3 separate regions of the Macaca mulatta genome follow, and all the other regions are linked to region 2. The links are chromatin contacts, called in public Hi-C maps. All regions are on one chromosome and are shown on one strand. The core of a region is the stretch at or near the end of the contact, and the rest is flanking DNA. Distances in the headings are between cores, read along the strand shown. Region 1 holds the start of BEND6 (BEN domain containing 6). Region 2 holds the start of PRIM2 (DNA primase subunit 2). Region 3 overlaps DST (dystonin).

Region 1 (2,700 bases), core at 182-2,681, 350 kb before region 2:
CTTCTGACCTTGAGCGTGGGCGCTAAATAAATTACCTCAGAACGAAAGTGGTGCGATCTCAAAACAGCATCTGGGGAGAAAAGAGAAATGAGACTTCATTTAACTCCTTGTTCTTCACGTAAGTGATTCATGACTTACCTGAGAGACCAGGGTCGGGAAAGCATATCTCAGACGACTGGAATTCGGTGGGACATCCTGGGGGAGGGAGGAGGAGTCCTGGGGCCATCGGTCTCTAGGTGATTTCTCCGCGAGAAGTTTGCATGAAAGTTCTGGGGGAGTTGGGGAGTCCCGAACTTTCCATGCCTTACTTTCTTACCCCTACGCTCCAGCGAAGGACGGGTGAAGGCAAGGCTGCCGCAGCCCCGGACTACGCTCAAATTACCCTTAACGCTTTAGCAAACTGACTGAAAATTTGAGTTCGTTTCTCCCCTCCCTGCCCTCTGCATCGCCGTGGTTATTCAAACCTGGGAGACTGGAGGGCGGAGGTGAGGGCAAAAAGGGCAAGGGGCGTTAAATAAAGAAACGTACTCAGCCTGGGGAGTGGGCAATGATGGGGCTAGGGGCAGCCGAGGAGAACTGAGGGAGCCGCGCTTCACTCTCCAAATCGGCTTAAATGTTCCTGGTAGCCGCAGAAACCCGTCGCGGCGTGTCTTACCTCGGCTTCTCGAACGACCCGAGAAGACCGATTTCATCGGATGCCTCCCTTTCTGGAGCTTGCGGTGCCAGCAGCAGAAGAAGACGATGGTGGCGATGGTGCCCAGCAGAAGCAACAAGAGGAAGAGGGCACATTGGATGCTGTAGGGTCTCAGCAAGACGAGGAAAGCCGCGGCGATCATGGTGCGGGCGACGCGGGGGCGACTCGACGGCGGGGCTGGAGGGCGGCGGCACAGGCACCCGCGCGGGGCGCACGCCGGGACGGCGGGCACGGGTGAGCGCGGCTCAGCGCGTCATGCCCGGCGCTCGCGGCCCCGCGCCCAGCCCAATGGCTGCGCACCCCGCGCCAGCCGCGCTACGCGAGTGATCCAGGGCTGCGGGGAGCGCTTGCCATGACTCAGCAGACAGCGACTAGGCTGCGACTCGGCGACTGGGATCCTCTCCCCTCCCTCCCCAGGCGCCCCCGCCCCCGTCCGTGCGCAGCCCCCGGGCGCAGCCCCGCCGGGGACGCGGCGAGTGGGGAGGAGCAGCGCCGCCGCCGCGACCGCCCGGGCTCCGCGCATCGTCCTGCGGCCGCAGCCGACCTCAGCATCCCAGAAGCCGGGCGCACGTGGGTCGGGGCGGGGACGCGGCGCCCGGGCTGCAGCCGCGGCAGCCTGCTGGGGGCGGGAATGGGGCGCCGCGGCGGGGGCTCGGCTGATGACATCACAGCCGGGCTGCGGCAGCGCGGGCGCGCGGACATGGCTGCGGCGGTTTCGGCGGCGGCCGCGGGCTGCGCCCGGGCCTGAGAGCCCAGCGCCCTCCCGCGGGGCCGCCCGCCAGTCCGCGCCGTCCTCAGGTGCATTGACCGGGAGCCTCTAGCGTCCCGGACACCCGGCGCTTCCGCCTATCCAGCCTCCCTTGGCCAAATTGCTGCGGAGCCCATCGTCAGGGGGCGCCAAGGAGCCAGGGGGAAAACCGTGAGGCGCTGACAGGAGCCTCCCGGCGGTGCTACCCCTCACCTCCCACCTCCCTGCGCCCCGCCCCGAGGTTGGGGCTTTGAAGGATGCAGTCGGGTGAGCTATTGCTTGTGGGGGTTCCTCGCACGCTGAAGCGCGAGCGCTGGGAAGGGCCTTCCCTGGGAATTGGGATACTCCAGGAACGGGAGGCCCTCTCCTCTCCAAGCCTCTCTAAACTAGGAGCGCTCCGGGGGTAGTACGCTCTGGTCTGCAGAGGTGAACTCTTCCACCCCAAACTTGGTACTTATTTGGCAGCTAAGAATTAGGCACTTTCGATCTTCTTGTATCCCTGGGTTTGCCCTAAAAACCCTGACTCATTTAGTGCATTTGAAGGGCGAGGGGATTTCAGATTTAGGGACCTGACAGATGAAGTAAGTTGGGACTTGGCTTATAAATATTTGGGGGAGAAATTTTTTAGGGAGTGTGAGGCAATAGTGATCTCTCACACTTGCAGGCACACTGTCTCCCTTTTGTCCCCTCCCCACGTTTCTTCATAACCAGCAAAAAGTATATGGCAGTTGGTGGCCAGGGGATTTAACACTGATGCAATGCCAGCGCGGAAGGTATGGCAAGAGCGCTGCAGTGTGCCTTTCTGCGGACGGCCACGGCCAGCTGGCCAGGAAGCGACTGCTGCAGCAGTCAGTCTGCGGCATCTTGCGGCCTTGGCGGGCGGTGCTGTGCCGCGTTCTGCTGCCCCCAAGGCAATGCTGGCTTTCCCTGTGTGGGGCTGGATTGTTTGTTTCATTTACTCGCATAAGAAAACTTTAATTATAGTGAAAAGGTAACACTTGACTGCATTTGTGGAGTTTCTTATAACGACTATATTAGCCTCTTTTTTGGAATACCTAATAGACTGAAGAAATTGTATCATAAAAATTTATAAAATTTTGAAAAGCAGGTAAATAATTGGGAGGAATAAAAGTTTTATTTGCTTGTAGTGATCTCAAAATCATGTTGTTTTCCAACTATACAAAACCGTACAGCTCTGCGTAAAAGCTTAATCATTGATGTCCTTAAGGCCAGTAACACATTACCGTGTGTAAGTATT
Region 2 (2,735 bases), core at 171-2,670:
ATGGTGAAACCCCGTCTTTACTAAAAATACAAAAATTAGCTGGGATTACAGATCCCAGCTACTCGGGAGGCTGAGGCAGGAGAATTGCTTGAACCCGGGAGGCAGAGGTTGTAGTGAGCCGAGATCGCTCCACTGCACTCCAGGGTGGGCCACAGAACAAGACTCTGTCTCGGGTAGTGGTGGTGTGTCGGGGCGGGGGGGCGGGGGGGAATAGCCTATCTTAAATGGTTGTGAGAATAAAATGAGTTGATATGTAAACCACTTAGAACAGGTCCTGGTATAAAGTCAGTGCCAGCCACAGTTTAGTCCAGGCTGGGTAGATGCTCTGAAGCTTGAGACTGTTTCAATGTACTTTGCATTTCTAAGAACATGAACATTTCAAAACATTCAGTTGATCGCCTAACGACTACCTATACCGGAGCCTCATTCCAGCACATTTGTAAGCAAGGCACGCCTCCTAGAGGCCACGAGTGAAGTTAATTTCTAGTTCTCGAAAATCTTACAGACAGAACTGGTGTGGTGGCTCTGACGGTGGCACCGCTTGTGAGTCTGCAGTAAGACATCTGGAAAGCAAGCGGCACGTCCGCGTTATCTACAGTGCTTCCACTTCTTCCACCCTATCTTCCCTCCGAGGCTGGGTTCTTCTAATTCCTGTAGACTGCAGAGCGATTTCTGCGAATGTTCATTCTTTCATTCATTCTAGTTCATTCCACAGATAATTCAGCCGCGCGCTTACTCTGTGCGAGGCATTGCCGGGGAGCGGGGAGGGAACTGAACGTGGAACCTGCCAGTAGGATCTTGCCGCCCAATCCGAAATTCAAACTATGTATTGTATGTAGCTAATGATGATCTTGTAACTTGTTTCCTCATCTGCCAAATGGGGGTAATACGACCGTATAGGACCTTAAACGTCGCTGAAAGATTAAACGAGGGGAAAAAAGAGCCCTTAATAGTGAGCTAGGTGCAAAAAGGATCCTAATGCTTTTTTTCCTCATTCCTCCCCAGATTGAAAGTGATGAGTGCCAGCTCTGCGGGTTAAAGCGCCATATTCTCCTCAATATACGGAATATTTGTTAGTGTCCCCAAACGAACTTACATTGGTTCAATTTTCGGCGTATGGGAGTTTTCTCCACTAGCATTCAGCACCCCAGTTTCAACCGTTAAAAGCTACCTACTCCACGTACGGGAAATGCATCTTAAAATTTGGAAAAAAGAAATCCCCAAAACATTGACATCCAAACATTTTAAAGCTGCCAAAGTCCGTGAAACGCCTTGAGCTCCCAGACGCGCTTCACTGAGCATGCCCAGAGCCCCAGGCACAACCCCCTCCAAGCGGCCGAGGGGAGGTGGGGGAGGGCGGGCCTTCCGTGCTAATCGCTTCCGCTTCCGGTTTCATATGAACTCTCCCGCCACCCGGGAGCGGTAGCTGTCAGCGTTTGTGTTTCCCCGAGTTTGAATTCTTGCAGGTAAGGGAAACTCCCGCGAATTTAGGACAGAGAGCAATTCTGTTGTTGAGGCTTGCAAGTCGACAGAAAGGAGAGACGGATCACTTTGCAGGCAGCAGGAGCAGAAGGACAAACTTGGCGGGTTGAGAGTAGTGGGTATTGGTTGATTGGTTGGGGCAGACACTCAGGTACCAGGGAGGAGTTGGGGGCAGATAGGTTTGCTAGTGGAGTGGGCAGAGGTGTTGGGGATGGAACTTTTATAAGGCACTTGTGGATGTTCCCGAAAAGGAGTTCCGAAAGACAGTTGTTCTGTTTCCCAGAGTCATAACAGAGAAAGTGAGTAACTGGACCCAGTCCATCAAGTGAGACCCTCATTTAGCCAGAACCTACAGCACTCTCCTCTAAGTTCAGGATTGCAGACCACGTAAAACCTTATATTAACTCTTGGGATCGTAAAGATCCAGGAGCAGTGACACACAGGCCTGTAATGAGCAGGCAACATCACCTGACTTTCATGTTGCTGAAAATTAGGATCACCACCTGCGTCTGCTCTAGCGCCTCTCCCACCCCCATTACAAAATTATTATAGGTGTATTGTAGAAAATCTGGAAAAGAGAGAAGGACATCACCCAGGAATTGCCACTGCTAACATTTTGTGCATGCCTTCAAGTCCATTTTTTTTTTTCTGTTTGTGTAATTATTTTTTCGTGTTTTCTTTTTCCAACTTTATTTTCCATAATTTTATGCTTTTTATATGCTTCCTTCTAAGGTGACCAAGATGGAGTTTTCCAAAAAAAAGTGGAGGATGCCGAGATTGGCAGGTGACCAGAGGAATGCTTCCTACCCTCATTGCCTTCAGTTTTACTTGCAGCCACCGTCTGAAAACATATCTTTAATAGAATTTGAAAACTTGGCTATTGATAGAGTTAAATGTAAGTACTATTTAAATTAGAATGTATATATTCTTGAGAAACTTACTTACCCTTTGTGAGAATGAATGAAGGTAATTTATTTCCTTCATTCAGCAATCCATTCAACAAATATTTATTGAGATAATTCATTTCCTTCATTCAGCAATCCATTCAAGAAATATTTGTTGAGGGTTTGGTACTCATTCATTTATTTATTGTACAGTGCATATTATTGAGTGCCATTATGTTCTAGGTGGCAGGGATTTTGATATGAATAATGTTATTTTTTGTTGAAGTTGTATTCTAGTACATGGAGACAGACATCCAAAATAATAGTCATAATTCAGTATTTTAACTGCTCTAGAAGTAAATGGTGGTG
Region 3 (2,700 bases), core at 42-2,541, 390 kb before region 2:
GTGAAATATAAGGTCAGCCTAATTTCCCTCTGGCAGCCATGTCTACTCCATCTGTTTGTAGTTTCTAGGCAGATCAAACAGCATCTGTTATGTTATTTCATCAAACACATAGATGATGCAGTTGGATTATTTTTCTAATCTGATGATTTTCTTTATATTTAGACTGCAAATACCAGGCAAAAGTCTGCACAAATTTTATCAACCCTACTGCTTTTGGTACAATAGATTTCAATCCTTTATCCTTCCCATCTCCTGCTTTGGTTTTTAGGGATAAACTCATCAGCCAGTGAGTGACAGCAGATTTTTATGAAGAGTGGCTGTTCAGTAAGGCAGGGTTTATTCTGTTGAAATTGGCCTACACTCTATTTTTTCTTAGACTGAATTCATCAACTTCATGTTTTGTACCAAAATGAACCATAAAAAGAAAATAAATATGCTTGGCTTTCAGGCATATTTATGGAACCAACAATGCATCCATATTAAATATGGAACAAACAATGCACCCATATTAAGTATGGAACCAACATTGCATCTATGTTAAAACTAAAGGAGGGTAGAAATTGCACTACATTCAAAACTATGACAAGTCTGGATAATGTGGAGCATCCCCCACATTTTCCCCCATTCCTTGAGCCAGTTGCTGAGAGGGTGGCAGCATGGCTTTTAGCTGGGAATTGCCCTCCAGCCTAAGAGCTAGCTTTCACATGCCATCCCCCAGGCCAATGCTGTTCGACAGGGAAGGGCTAGTGATAGTTTCAACTAGGGACAACTCTGACACTTCCTGTGGGATCTTAGGGCCATCTGCATATGCAACATAATTCAACTTCTCCCTGGCCCTCACTATCTTAGGGTGTTTTTCCCGAGGGCACTCCCCAGTAAATCTCCTGCATAGAGTCTCCATCTCAAAGTCTATTTTCCTAGGAAGCTGACCTGAAACAAACAGTCTGATTTCCTAAACAATGCCATCAATAACTTATGAACCATATTTAACATTCAATGACAAGAAAGATTCAGCAACACAGAGCTTCTAGAGGACAGGAAATTCATCAATACAAAAAATGAGAGTAACAGCAAAACACTGGGCAATATACACATCAGAAACAGGTAACAGTAACCATATGAAAAAGCAGGAATAGACAAGAGTTCTAGAGAGAAAAAAGCTCCATTCAAAGCTAAGGAGGGCAAATGAGGAAGGCTGACTGAGAAACAGGAGCAGCAGTCAGTGCAATCTGCTCTTGCGGCAGCCAGAGCTCAGCTCCTCTCAGCGACGGGCCCACAGCCCTGGGCACAGACAGTCATGCGCAATGACAGACTCTATAAATAGCTGTGCCACCAGCAAATCATAACCCAGCCTTCATAATTATAGACCAAGGGATTTTATAGATGAGTCTTTAAATGTGAGCACAATCTGTTTGCATGCAGCCTTTTCTAAGATACTACTCACAGACATTATCACTAGTGACCATGTCTACAAATAAAAAGAGTCTTGGATTAAATATATGTATTTCTAAGATAACATCCTTCTCAAGACAAGCAGCTAGGAAATATAAAATAAAAAAGCATGTTTTATGGCACATTTACAACTTCCCAACTGCAAATTCTAAGAAGCCACATAGCGCCCAAACAGCAAGATTTCTGAAGTGGTAAATGTTCACACTAAGCAAAGGCCAGGAACACTAATCATAAGAAGACAGCCTAGAGGGGCATGATGAGAAAAGAAAGCGGTCCACAAAAAGAGCACAGGAAGGAAAGTTAACGGAGATAGATGAGGCTGTGCAGTCCACTGAGTGTGCAGCACAAAATACGGGGGTGGAGAGTGAAGATAGGGATAGAAAAAAAGGTAAGAAACAAGATGAAAAAAAGAAAGGAAAAAAACACGTGCTAATGTGCAATAAGTCACAGCAAAGTCCTGAGTCTATTTCAAGGGCATCCTTAAGTGACTTTCAATACCACTACAAAATCAGTCTTTGGAGACAAAAGTCAATGTATCAGGCAGTATATCAGAAACCACTCAAGACACAGGAGAGGACACGAAGACAGAATAAAGACCTAAATGTATATGCAAACTGAACTGCTAACACTTTACGCAAGGGAAAAATGAGTGGTTAAACTAATCTTAAAACGGTAGCTATATCAATAGCATCCCCAGCAAACTATTCTCCAGTAATATCTTTGTCTTCAAGTACAACGTAATCCCAACACTGTTGCTCTGAGAATTTCCTGCACTGAAGCCAACCCTATCATGACTCAGGCAGGCTAAGCCATAAGGCAGATGGGAAGATGGCAGATAGTTTAGATGGTTCAGATAGTTCAGACTAGTTGAGATGACAGATATGTGATAGGGAGGAAGTAAAACAAGTTGGCTGAGCGTCATGAGTATGTACAGGCAAGAGCTCATACATCAGCACAGACATGAGAGGATCCATGAATCAAATCCTCAAAGCCAGGTACACAAGAGCCATAGGACACTAGGTGATTAGTTCAAGCAGAGCAGGACCTGGGCAGCCATAAGGGGTAGAAGCCCTAAGACCCCTGAGTGTCCTCTTGTTGCACACACCCTCCCTAGAGTTCCTGATCCTCCCCCAGGATCTAGAAACTACAAAGTATTGGACCTTCAGCTGGCATCTGTTCTGACTGCTCAGTGCTCACTTTCTACTGGTTGTTAAATATTTTGAGCATCACCCCTGCCAGTGCCTGAAC

The links. A called contact is a pair of places that touch in the nucleus more often than the background predicts.
Region 1: a Hi-C map of fetal cortex germinal zone shows a contact between it and region 2, with 2.1 times the contacts expected there. The contact joins the promoter of BEND6 here to the promoter of PRIM2 in region 2. A contact is called at or near these places in 2 of 14 Hi-C or Micro-C datasets (fetal cortex germinal zone and fetal cortical plate).
Region 3: a Hi-C map of fetal cortex germinal zone shows a contact between it and region 2, with 4 times the contacts expected there. The contact joins the enhancer-like site here to the promoter of PRIM2 in region 2. A contact is called at or near these places in 7 of 14 Hi-C or Micro-C datasets (CD4 T cells, blood, cortical neurons and 4 more).

The regions. Positions count from the first base shown.
Region 1 is chr4:125,342,945-125,345,644 of T2T-MMU8v2.0, reverse strand. BEND6 (BEN domain containing 6) reads left to right here and starts at 1,431. Exons shown (of 7, transcript NM_001257859.2): 1 at 1,431-1,709. DST (dystonin) reads right to left here and starts at 1,086. Exons shown (of 103, transcript XM_077999802.1): 1 at 656-1,086; 2 at 36-70. The coding sequence starts at 836. It also overlaps a transcript of BAG2 not described here.
Region 2 is chr4:124,991,050-124,993,784 of T2T-MMU8v2.0, reverse strand. PRIM2 (DNA primase subunit 2) reads left to right here and starts at 1,420. Exons shown (of 14, transcript NM_001266600.1): 1 at 1,420-1,466; 2 at 2,215-2,377. The coding sequence starts at 2,224.
Region 3 is chr4:125,384,387-125,387,086 of T2T-MMU8v2.0, reverse strand. The region is part of intron 2 of DST (dystonin); the gene reads right to left. It also overlaps a transcript of BAG2 not described here. Among named protein-coding and RNA genes, the nearest start is that of DST, 41 kb to the right of the region's middle. Within about 2 kb of position 1,291, at least 17 of the 40 cell types and tissues checked have an H3K27ac peak or open chromatin away from gene starts, as enhancers often do. A contact at or near this core is called in cortical neurons, fetal cortex germinal zone and fetal cortical plate, where this site is marked.